Linked DNA regions of Sus scrofa: region 2 is linked to region 1. A link is a contact called in public HiChIP or PLAC-seq data. All regions are on one chromosome and are shown on one strand. The core of a region is the stretch at or near the end of the contact, and the rest is flanking DNA. Distances in the headings are between cores, read along the strand shown. Region 1 holds the start of BTBD1 (BTB/POZ domain-containing protein 1). Region 2 holds the start of FSD2 (fibronectin type III and SPRY domain-containing protein 2).

Region 1 (6,519 bases), core at 1,796-4,295:
GTCAGTTTTTGCTTCATACGTTTTCAGCCATTATGTCTTCAAATATTCTCTCTGCCCCTTTCACTCTCTCTTCTCCTTCTAGGACTCCCACGTGCTGTCTGTTTGATGAGGGGCTATAGTTCTCTTAGGCTCTGTTTGCTTTTCTTCAATCTTTTTTTCCTTCCTGTTCTCTGCCAAGATAATTTCTACCGTCTTATCTTCCTATCGTCAAGATTCTTTTTTTTTCTGTTTGTTCAAATGTGCCTTTGAATTCTTCTAGTGAATTTTTCATTTCAGTTATTGTACTTTTCAGCTCCATAATTTCTTCTTGGTTTCTTTTCAGGCTTCCTGTCTCTTTATTGATACTTACGTTTTGTTTTCACATCGTTTTCTTGATTTCCTCCACATCTTTTTTTTTTTTTTAAAGACTTTTATTATTATTATCATTTTGCTTTTCAGGGCCGCAACCACAGCCTATGGAAGTTCCCAGGCTCGGGGTCAAATCAGAGCTACAGCTGCCGGCCTACACCACAGCCACAGCAATGCAGGATACCAGCCACACCTGCGACCTACACCACATCGCAAGGCAATGCCAGATCCTCAACCCACTGACCAAAGTCAAGGATCGAACCTGCATCCTCATGGATCCTAGTCAGATTTGTCAAATGCTGCACCACAAAGGGAACTCCCTATTTTTTTTTATTATAGTTGATTTACAATGTTCTGTCAATTTCTGCTGTACAGGAAAGTGACCCAGTTATATATATGTGTGTATATATACACATTCTTTTTCTCACATTATCCTCCACATCTTTCTTAAGTTCTTTGAGTATCTTTAAGATAGTAGTTTTAAAGTCTCTCTAGTATATCTGTCATTAGGTCTTTTTTAGAAACAGTTTCTGCTGATTTTATTTTTTTTCCTTTGAATGGGTCAAACTTTCTTATTTCTTTGTATGCCTTGCAATTTTTTGGTTGTTGTTGAACACTAGACATTCAAATCTAGTAATGTGGCAACTGTGAAAATCAGATTCTTCTTCTCTCCCAGGGCTTGCTGTTTTTTGTTACTTTTGTTTTTCTGATTGTTGTAAGCTGTCTCTTCGCCAAGCATCAGCCTAAGGTGTCAACTTAAGATCTCCTCAGACCTTTTCTCAGCATTTCCCTGAGCATGGATAGTCACTTTCTAATTTTCCCCCTGTATGTGTTTGCTTTTAAATGTAGTGGCCTTTAATAGCTAGGTCCTCAAAGTGAAAAAGTGAAACATGAAGAGGGGGTTCTTTAAAATCCCCTGCAAGTCACTTCAGCTAAAACGTCTTGCAACTGAGAGAAGTACAACAATAGCCGCCCTCTCTTTGTCTGCACCTTTGTGTTCAGAAGAAGAAATCAGAGCTTAGATCTCCAGTAATTGGAGGATAGTGTCTTTTTGTGGACTGTATACGGTGTGTGCAAGCTTTCGGCTCCTACAGGGTGTGTGCAAACTGCTCTAGGAACATGTGTACTGCCATGTAGCTTGTGGAGAATGGGTAGCTGGTACTATGCAAAGAGCTGAAATTGACCAAAATCAACAGCAATTTACTGTCCAAGTCTTCAACAGATTCCAGAGTCCCAAAATTTGTACATCTAGCAGATTCTGCTAGTGGGATTGTTGTCTAGGTGGGGAGACAGATTCCGGGTGCATCCTACTCTGCCATTTTCCCAGAATCCTCTTCACTTATTTTTATTGTCTTCAGTTTAGATAAAGTAGTGTTTTTTGGCTATGCTTTACCCTTGAGCTCAATGTTGACTGCATTCAATTTTTTTGTTTTTTATTTTATGGCCACCCAGGGCATATGGGTTTTCCTGGCCAAGGATCAGATCTGAGCCACAGTTGCTGCCTAAGCCACAGCTGTGGCAGCGCTGGATCCAACTCCTGGGATAGAATTTTCATCCCAGCGCTCCCAAGACACCACCGGCACCAATCCCATTGTACCACAGCGGGAACTCCTCTACAGGTTTTGATAATGCAATGTCTTCATATTTTTTGGCTATCAAATTACGATTTTTATTGCCCCATATCAGGTAACGCAGCCTATATGACATGTACTATTTTTGCTTTGGTGCATTTGAGGGTTTTTGTTGGTGGTGGTGGGTTTTTTTAAGATTTATTTTTTATTTTATTTTTATTTTTGTCTTTTTGCCTTTTCTAGGGCAGCTCCCACAGTTCATGGAGGTTCCCAGCTAGGGGTCCAATTGGAGCTGCAGCAGGCCTATGCCAGAGCCACAGCAACAGGGGATCCGAGCCGCGTCTGCGACCTACACCACGGCTCATAGCAAGGTCAGATCCTGAACCCACTTAGCGAGGCCAGGGATCAAACCCACAACCTCATGGTTCCTAGTTGGATTCGTTAACCACTGAGCCACGACGGGAACTAGTTATTTTTAAGATTCAAAATAAGGTCAGTTTTTGGTAATGGGTTAAAACCCAAAAAAAAAAAAAAAAAAAAAATCCATGAGTTCACAGCGATACTAAAAACTGAGCCAGAAGAGGAAGAAGGAGGAAAAGGGAAGGCTCTTCCTTACATAACACTATCTGTTAGATGTAGAGGGGTTTCGAGCTGTGCGAGCTGTGCTCCTGTATCGCTCCCGGGAGCAACGGCCCTCTGGAGTGGTGACCTGGACATTACTGGGGCGGGGTGGGGTGGGCGCAGGTAGAATCACGTCGTCCCCTCCCACATGCTTCCTTGTCCTCCGGCCCCTCCACTTCCAGGCAGAAAACCTTGAAGGAGAGCCTTGAAGAGGCGCTGAAGCTGGTGAAGAGGGGCCTGAGGAAAGGCAGAAGGCCTGCAGGTTCGAGGAGGCGCCTGCACAGACTTCCTCATTGCAGCCCGCAGAAGTCCCACGTCCAGGCGTGCGAGGTTCAGCCGCGCTTAGGACGCCCAGGGCTGCGCGGACGCCGCCTAGAGAACCGTCCCCTCCAGGCCCAGCGGGGGCGGTCGCGCGCGCCTCCGCCTCCCGGCCGAGCGGGGACGCGCGCTGAGCAGCTCGGGCGGGGTCGGCGGAGGCGCGCGGCCTCCGGAAGCGCCTTTCCCGGAAGGTGGCCAGGCGGCGCCGGCCTCGCGGGGGCGGCCTCGGCGATGGCGGCTGGGCGGCGGCAGCGCTCTCCGTAGCCCGTGGAGCCGCGCCGCTGGAGGATGGCCTCGCTTGGGCTGCCCGCTACGGGCGAGCAGGTCCCTGGGGCTGAGGCGGAGCCGGGCGGCTTGGGGCCGCCGCCGCCGCCGCCGCCATCCTCTCTGGGGCCCCTGCTACCCTTGCAGCGGGAGCCGCTGTACAACTGGCAGGCGACCAAGGCGTCGCTGAAGGAGCGCTTCGCCTTCCTCTTCAACTCGGAGTTGCTGAGCGATGTGCGCTTCGTGCTGGGCAAGGGCCGCGGCGGTGCCGCCGCCGCAGCCGGGGGTCCGCAGCGCATCCCCGCCCACCGCTTCGTACTGGCCGCCGGCAGCGCTGTGTTCGACGCCATGTTCAACGGCGGCATGGCCACCACTTCGGCCGAGATCGAGTTGCCCGACGTGGAGCCCGCCGCCTTCCTGGCGCTGCTGAGGTGAGCACTGGGCGACGGGCTGGCCTCCTGCTGGGCTCCGCGGTGACCTTGGGCAGGGCTCCCCCCAACCCCCGCCACAGGGCCTCAGTTTCCTCCCGAGCAGGTGATGCTAGGGAAGGTCAAGATTGAAATCTGTCATCTGGGACAGCTGCGGGCTTGTTAGAGTAAATGACAGTGTCTGCGGGCAATTAGCGTGCGTTTTGCGGTGGGAAGGCGCTTTCACGTTCCGGTAGCGGTAGTGGATTGTCGCCCAGGCTTGGGAATTAGAGAAGTTGTAAAGATAGAGGATGGGTCAGGTTTTCCTGATTGCTCATTGGCAGCGTTTTAGGGTTTTGCTGGGGGAGAGGGATAGTTGGAAAGTCTTGAAGGGAAAAACAAAACAAAACAAAACAAAAAACCCACCTCTGACGCCTTTTTCATTAGTGTTAGTTGTCAAGATCCGGGACAGCGAATATCAAAACAAGTGACTTTGGCTTTACCTACATTGCGTTTCGCAGGCAAGGTCACATTTGCTTAAAAAGGAATCTCCCCATCGGTGTTAGAAGTTTCCTTTTTGATTATTTGAGGATAGAAGTTTGACCTCTGATTGATTTTATTTAATGGAGGAGAACTAATAGTTTGGCATTATTAGCTTTTATTCATAAACGTCCATTTAGGAAGGTATAGGTATTGTTTTCTACAATTTCACAAATGGAACTGAGGCCCAGAGAAGTCAGCTAACTTGACAAGGTAACAGAGCCAACTTATACCGGAGACCAGGTGTGTTTCATTCTATCAGGGTGGTTTTAGCAGCCTGAGCAGAATGTGTTATTAAAATAGCAGCCTTGGAGTTCCCTTGGGGCTCAGTGGGTTAAAGGTCCCGGGTTGTCACTGTTGTAGCTTGGGTTCCATCCCTGGCCGGGGAACTTCTTCATGCTGTGAGCCATGGCCAAGTAAAATAGAATAAAATAGCAGTCTTGGGTGGTACTGAGAGAAAAATCAGGTAGGTCAGTGGAACAGATAAATTCTCCAGGGTTCACAGCTCAATCAGGAAGATCAGTGAGATTGAGTACAAAATTAGCACAAGTAGAAAAAAAAGACTTAGATGCATTTAATAAATGGATGAAGAACAGGATAGATAACTTAGGGAAAGAAAAAAATATAATTAACCAACATTTAACCTCATTAGTAATTAAAGGAGCGCAAATTAAAAGGGAAGTACTTTTCTATGAAGCCCTCCAATAAGATAACATCTGAAGAGCGCTGACCAAGATGGTGGTAAAACAGTCTGGCCCTGTAGATTGTCTTCCCCACAGGTAGAAAGTATTCAAGAACTGAAAAAATATTCCACACAAAAATATTTAAGGCGAGAAGATTATTTATAGAAGTGAGGAAGTAGTCAAGCAGAAGGAGCGGTTAGATAAACAATGGTAGGTCCATCTGATGGCATGTAGTGCAGCTACTAAGTATGATACTTACGGAGACCAGGTAATAACATTGATGTGGAAAATGTGTATAATAGTAGCATTTGAAACTACTCACTATGATGAAAAACTCTGAAAAGAAACAAAGCAAATGTCTACCTAGAGAGAAGGATAGAAGGAAACATACCTAAAGGCTAACCATACCTAAAGGCTAAGTCATGTTGGAGTGGTAAAATAATAGTGACTTTTTTCTCTTTTCTCTTTGTTTCTCATACGTTCTGTAATTTAGTTCAGTTACATTTATAAAAGGGGGAGTACATAACTCAAAAGGTAGGGTCTAGGTCATTTTGGGGTTTTTGGGGGGTTGAAATTGACCCCAGAGGACTGGTTGTAGTTCGTTCAGGTTTTCTAGCCCAAAAGTATTTTAAATGATCTGTTGGTTCACCTGTATTGTCATCATCTGGAGTATTTGTTAAATTTGTAGATGTCTTCCTCCCTCCTTACAGTATTGTAATGTTTAGAGGTGAGATTTTGAGAGCTTATTTAATATTCTCCCAAAATAATGATACCAGCTAAATTTGAGAGCCACTGATCTAAAAATATTGTTGGGTATCTTTTTCCTTTAAAAAATATTGCAGGAGTTCCCGTCGTGGCTCAGTGGTTAATGAATCCGACTAGGAACCATGAGGTTGCGGCTTCGATCCCTGGCCTTGCTCAGTGGGTTAAGGATCCGGTGTTGCCGTGAACTGTGGTGTAGGTCGCAGATGCGGCTCGGATCCCACGTTGCTGTGGCTGTGGTGTAGGCCGGCAGCTACAGCTCTGATTAGACTCTTAGCCTGGGAACCTCCATATGCCCCAGGAGTGGCCCTAGAAAAAAAAGGGCAAAAAGACAAAAAAAAATAATAATAATAATAAAAAAATTTAAAATATTGCAATCACTAAGATGAGAATGTAGAGAGAAAATGCTGATTTCATACCTTTACCAAAGCTGTTAATCATTCGATCTTTTCCCAATAGAAAATAAGTGAATTAATTTGAGATGTTGAAATTTTCTTGTTTTTGGTGTAGTCGTGGTTATTTGTCCTTCTTCAGGTTCTAGCCATTGTTCTATTCTAAAAGTGTTAACTGGACTGATTTTTAAACGTAGGTTATTGGCTGGCTGTGAAACATGATGCTGTACTTACCTGTTTTTGAGTGACAAAAAGATATCTCGTAGTGCTTGCTGAGATGGAAAAGCAGGTTAGTTTGGGCATTCTTTCATTATGTTGACAACTTGAAGTAGTTGACTTTACTTAAAGGCTTTTGAACTTGAGTTTGAAGCACTTTAAGAAACTGCTCGTTTTGATCTGCCAGACCTTTAAGTGATGTTCTTCAGTTATTCATTTAGAAACACTGCCTCCCTTGTGCAGGGCACTGTTGGTTACTGCAGTGAACAAGGGAAAGTCCCTGCCCTCATGGAGTTTATAATCTAGGAAGGTGAAACAGAGATATAATGTCAAGTACTGATAGGTATTTTCAGGGAAAAAAAAAAAAAAAGACCAAGGGAAGGAGCATTCTAAGCAA
Region 2 (6,236 bases), core at 3,377-5,876, 270 kb after region 1:
CCGCCGCCGCCCGCGTCCAGCTCTGGCGGCAGCTGCGGGAAGCAGGGCTCCAGCGGCGGCCATAGCGCCGCCAGCTGCCGGTGCGCGCCGCGGAGCCCGGAGGCCGAGAGCAGGCCCGCCCAGCTGGGCGGGGGGGCGGCGGCCTCGAGCACGGGCTTGGGCTCGCGCTCGGGCCCCGTCCGGTCCCCCTCGCGCCGCCGCTGCCGCTGCGCCGTGCGGTCGTGACAAGTCACAGCGAACTTGCCTTCCGCGTCGTTCCAGGCCACGAGGAAGCGCAGCTGATGCCGCTCTGGCTCGGCGAAGAGGTCCTCGCGGACCGGCACCCAGCCCTCCAAGCTATCGGGCTGCTCGTCCTCCATGGCCGCCGACGGTCAGCACCCGTAGGGCTTGGCTCGCCGGGGCCTGGCCTGGCACTCCCACTCACTGGAAGGTCCGAACAGCGTCATTTTTCGCTGAACTAGAATCGGGGTCAGCGCCCAGACTAGCGCCACCATCGGCACTTTTGATTGGCTAGCTATGGTTTCCAGCGCGCTTCCGGGATTGGTTGGGTAATAGAAGGGAGGGCTCTCGACAACCAATGAAAAGGTCAAAAGATCGTCCTCCCACCCCAGGCAATCAAGGTAGCAACCTAGTCGAGAGCCCGAAATTACCACTCTTGCCTCCCCTTTTCCACCTGTATACATATTGACGTTGAAAAATTGTTAAATGAAGAGTCCTACACTAATCTGTGAACCTCTTGAAAATGGAGATTCTGTCTTCTGTTATCAGGACCCTAGTGAATACATGATTCCTGCTTTCAAGAGTGGTGAGATCAAACATTTAAGCAATAGTTATTTAATGGAGGTCTTTAAGCACCAAGCACTAGGTAGAAGCCACAAACACTGGTATCAATTCAACAAACTTTTACGTAATGTATGCTGTGTGCGTGTTTTGGGAGGTTGGGCACAGAGGGAGCATACAAAAAGATACCTCTTCTTCAAGGCACCCCAGCTTTCAAGCAGCATGTTTAAATACAATCTATGTTAAAACCCTTCATTTGAGAGATAAGGAAACAGGCTCAGAAAAGAAATTTTTCTTAAGCTACACAGGCAATCAGGCACTTCACACCCTTCAGACCACCTGGTTGCTGAAGACCTGTTTAAGGAGATCCGGAGATGTAATTTGCAGTGGGGAGGGAGTGTGACTTGGAGCTCGAGCTGTTCATACAACAGGGAATAAGACAGCCTTGGTCTCTACCCACTGTGTACTGAGAAATACAACACAGGTCCGCTCCCATCCTGCCAGTGCACTGAGAGGCTAGTGGGGGTAGAGGGCGGAGGGGAGGGAGGGGGTGCACAAGGAGCTGAGAAGGAACCCTTCATCACAAGGTTTGTGAGGGTTTGATTCGGGAACCAATGAAAGACTTTTTGAAGGTTTGGGGGCTGGGAAAGCCTGCAATCAGATTTGCACTGGTTATTATCCCCAGACAAACAACAACAACAAAAATAAAAAACAGAGCTAGGTGAAAGCTACCGTTAGGCATCTCTCCCGCTGAAGATAATCCCAGGGCATCTAGGAACCTCTGTGGAATGTAGCTGGAAAGTCTAACGTTGCCTGTATCTGTCCGGGAGAAGGGGGATTGTGGGGTCCTGGATACCAGACAGCGGCTCTGGCTATTATTCAGTCCTCTTGAACAGATAACCTTTTAGGTAAAGAGATTTATTTTTCCTCAAACTTTTTTTTTTTTTTTTTTTTTTAAAGGCTGCACCCGGGGCATATGGAAGTTTCCAGGGCTGGGCAGCTGCTCAGGATCCTTTAACTTGTTGCACCTGGCTGGGGATCCAATCACCCGCCTCTACAGCGACCCAAGCCGCTACACTCGGATTCTTAACCCACTGTGCCTCGGCCAGAACTCCCTCAAACTATTTTTTAACATTATCGTTTTAGCTAAAAATGATTTACTTATTCTTTAATAGCCTGTTTTAATATGTTTTGTATATTCTTTACAGTATATCTTTTTACCGTATTTGTGTTATATTGTTTAATCCTTTCTAGTAGTTCTAAATTATTTGCTTTTTCAAAATGAAATTAGCAGACTTTCTAATTATAAAGGTAATTTCTGTTTTGTGTGAGAGGGGCATAAATGTATACATTCTTAGGAAAAAAAAAAAAAAAACAGAAAAGTACACACCAAACCTAATCATTTTTACCGGGGTGCCTGACTGGCTTACATTTCCTTTATGATTCTTTTGTAGTATTTGCTCTTTTCTAAGCCAAATACTATATATTATTTTACAATAAAAACTAAAGAGTTTTTAAAAATAATAAAAGGTATGAATAATATTATAAAACTAGACATAGAAAAGTTATGAAAGGAAAATAACTCATAAGAGATAAACCTTGCTTTCATTTTGTGTGTGTATGTATACATTTGTGAATATATATATGATTATACTGTAATGATGTTTTGCATACTCTTTCTACTTACAAATATATTGTAGGCATCATCTACATTAAAATAATAGGCATCTACATTATTTTTAATATTTGTCAATATCAAGTTGACAGTATTGTGATTTGCTTAATGAATTCTATATTGGTAGAAATAGATTAAGTTCAGTTTTCTGCCAGTATAGGTAATACCCTGGCGAACATTCCTGTACACACATCTTTGCATAATTTTTTCTTTCAAATTTTTTGCTTTTAATATTTTATTTTGCTTCCAATATTTTTATTGTATAGCTACCTGGCAGTAAAAGTATTTTAAAAATGCAATTTTGATTAAAACTTCAAAAAGTAGTAGATGAGGAGTTCTTGCTGTGGCTCAGCAGAAACAAACCCAACTAATATCCACGAGGATGCACGTTTGATCCCTGGCCTCGCTCAGTGGGTTAAGGATCCAGCTTTGCTCTGAGCTGTGGTATAAAGTCACAGATGAGGTGTTGCTGTCGCTTTGGTGTAGGCCAGCAGCTGCAGCTCTGATTAGACCCCCTAGCCTGGGAACTCCCATATGCCACAGGAGAGCCCCCCCCACACACACACACACAAAAAGCAGTAGAGGTAAAAATCTGAGATCAGATCACCACATACAGATTTTTAGGAGATGGTCCAGAACCCACTTTATGTTTTCTGCCAATGGGAGAAAATGAAAAGGGATCAGAGTGAAGAAAAGAGGATGTTTGGGAGTTATGAAAAGTAAAATAACTCGTAAGAGATAAACTTTGCTTTCATTTTGGAGTGATTTTTCTGGAGAGATCTGTTGTTGCACTGTGGGGAGGGTTGGAACCCCATCCCCGATCTGTGAGCCCAGTGGAGCCATCTTCAAAGGGACACTTCAGGGAGCTTGCTCTATTTCCTGCAGGTGGGCGCATGGTGGCCTGAGAGGAGAGGATTGGCTGCTTCAGTGGCAGAGCCAAGGGAAGTGGCTGCATTGGCATCACCTGCATCCCAGAGTTTACTAGGACCTAGGATGCCGTCTGCTTCCCAAGCTCGAGATGTGGGCCAGCAGGAAGACAGAGCCAGCAAGGAGCCACCTAGATTCAGCCTAAGAGAATGAGCTGCATGGGTGAGGAGACTTCATTTGAGAAATCTTGGAGGTGGCTCACCAGGGCCTGGAGGAGGAGTGCAGGGAACCGCCTAGAATAGAGGGACGTGGAAACTCCATGGGAAAGGGCTCCATAATGGGAAACCCCAGAGGTGTATACAAGCTTAGAGGGATAAACAAAGCTCTAAGCATCTGCCTGCCACAAAGGGCTAGAAGCTAGCATCGTCTGTGGCACCAGCACACATAGGAGTTGTCTTATCACCTTAACGCCTCCTGCCTGTGGCAGACAAGCCAGAGCTCAGGGAGAAAGTGTGGGAAGAAGAGCGCCACCTCATCCCTCGTTTTTCAGGGCAGACTTCCAGCTCCAGAGGCCTAAGCTGGGAAGGGGAGAAGGTTTCAATGCTGGCTAAGCTAAATTTGACTTTTTAGTGAATGTACTGGACTGGACTGTATTACCAAATGGAGACTATGCCTTCAAGTGTGTTACCTAAGAGGGAGCAGAAGGTCATGGGTCTGCTGAATTTTTTTTTTTTTTAATCTTTTGAGGGCCCACCCATGGCATATGGAGGTTCCCAGGCTAGGGATTGAAGTGGAGCTGCAGCCGCCGGTCCACACCACAGCCACAGCAACGCCAGATCTGAGCTGAATCTGCAACCCACACCACATCCCATGGCAAGGTTGGATCCCCCACTCACTGAGTGAGGTCAGGGATTGAACCGGTGTCCCCATGGATACCAGTTTCTGCTGAGCCACAAGGGGAACTCCAGTCTGCTGGATTTTTCTCCAGAGAGGGGAGTAATTCCTGCCCCTCAGGCCAGGTGGAAGGTGCACAGCATTTGGCCTCTCAGAGTCCATTCTCTTGTGTGGCCTGCAGCTGCCCTCCCAACCTCACAGTGACAGCCCCCTGCCCTCTACACATGCCCAGCCACCTGAGTCCCTGGGTAGAGCCACAGCACTCAAATCCCCACAGTAAATGAAGTAACATTTATTACATGTGACCTACCCTGGTGACACTTGAGCAGTAAGCAGTGGCAGGTCTATATTTGGGCTTCCACTCAGGCAGGCCTGTTGCTATTTGCAGCCAGAGCCAGCTCGTGTTACCCCTGCCTTTGCTGCCCCACTTGTAGGACTCTGGGGTAGAACAGGCAGGGGCAGCCTGCCGGGCGTACAGAGGTCACCCAGAGGGAAAGCCTGCTGACCGTGGATGCAGTTTTCTAGTAGTTACCCGGAGCCTCCGAGTTAAAAGAAAAATGTATGGATCCTTAAATTAGCAGGCAAGTTTTTGAAGAGTTGTTATTTTTCTAATGCAAATTAATACTATTAGAAACTCAGTAATGGAGTGCTACAATGCCTTTCCTTTAGATGGGAAGAGAGATCATCTGAAATTGCAGGTGTACATTGCAATAAACAGTGTGACTATTTCCTGTGCCTTCTTGCAGCCAGGGTTCAGCTTTACTGAATGTGGGGTTGGTACAGGGTATGAAAGCCTCAGATGCAGACAGAAAGGCTGGCGATTTTTGCAACCAGTAGAATGCGTCTTTAGGGTATTTTTGGTGCGGGTTCCCATTTGTTAGAATGGTTTGAAACTCTAAATGTTGATGTCATTTGACTATGGTATTCGGTTGATAAATACCTTTTATTTCAATCTGCATGTGCGTGCTGACAAATCATAATTTTATGCTTTGATTCAAATACTGAAAAACAGCATCAACATCATTTTTCACTTGTTATGCACACCCTGTCCTCCCATAGAAAGTTTTTAGGTGTGAACTGTGCTGATTTGAACCATTTTGTAAAACCATACAGCTAACAGTTTAAAGCAAGTTTCTAGCTCTGGCTCCAAAATTGCCAGGGGCTACATGGGTGAGCTCCTAAAATTATGTACAAAATTATGTTTGTGCCTTTCTGGGCTCACTTTTGGAAAGAGAATTCACAGCTTTCAGTAGATTCTCAGAGGTACCCACGACCCATTAAAAGTTAAAAAATGTATTTTTTATTTTTTTATTTTTTGCTTTTTAGGGTCACACCTGCTGCATGTGAAAGTTCCCAGGCTAGGGGTAGAATCAGAGCTGCAGCTGCCGGCCTACACCACAGCCACAGACACGCAGGATCTGAGCCATGTCTATGACCTACACAGCAGCTCACGGCAACGCCGGACCCTCGACCCACTGAGCAAGGCCAGGGATTGACCCTGAGTCCTCATGGATACTAGTTGGGTTTGTTACTGCTGAGCCACAATGGGAACCTCCAGAGACTTTTCTAATTAAAGCATACTTCCCATATAAGACTTGAGCAGAAGTCTTTATTTTTTTAACTGCAGATCAATGGCATAGAGTAGAAGCTATCCATCATATTCTTTATATATCTTTATATTCTTTACTATGATTTATTACTATATTTCTCTAAGCCTCAGTTTTATCATTTATAAAATGACAATTTACTGTTAATGTTCCTTTCTCCCCCAATTCTGAATATTTTGTTAAGGGTTTGGATGTTGAGGGGGAAAGTGAGTGTCACCTCTGCGGTGTGTTGCTAAGTCCTCCTTTGCTGCCAAGCTCCCAGACTGATTTGTGTCAGTGTATTCACAGGGCAGATGCCAGCATGGAAGAACTTGTTCTTATCATTATCTGTGCTCCGTGTTTTCCAGTCTTCTTGCTTGTTCAACAGTTCAATTTAGTGTTTCACATTCCGGCCATTGGTTGAAAGAATTTAT

What was found. HiChIP or PLAC-seq counts read pairs in DNA pulled down with a chosen protein or histone mark.
Region 2: an H3K27ac HiChIP or PLAC-seq map of skeletal muscle shows a contact between it and region 1. The contact joins the promoter of FSD2 here to the promoter of BTBD1 in region 1. A contact is called at or near these places in 3 of 47 Hi-C or Micro-C datasets (heart right ventricle and skeletal muscle) and 2 of 2 datasets of contacts at active chromatin or transcription factors (alveolar macrophages and skeletal muscle).

Annotation. Positions count from the first base shown.
Region 1 is chr7:51,874,401-51,880,919 of Sscrofa11.1, forward strand. It overlaps BTBD1 (BTB/POZ domain-containing protein 1), which reads left to right and starts at 3,046. Exons shown (of 8, transcript XM_001929165.5): 1 at 3,046-3,553. The coding sequence starts at 3,147.
Region 2 is chr7:52,139,845-52,146,080 of Sscrofa11.1, forward strand. It overlaps FSD2 (fibronectin type III and SPRY domain-containing protein 2), which reads left to right and starts at 4,627. Exons shown (of 13, transcript XM_021098895.1): 1 at 4,627-4,797. WHAMM (WASP homolog-associated protein with actin, membranes and microtubules) reads right to left here and starts at 489. Exons shown (of 10, transcript XM_001927315.5): 1 at 1-489. The coding sequence starts at 359.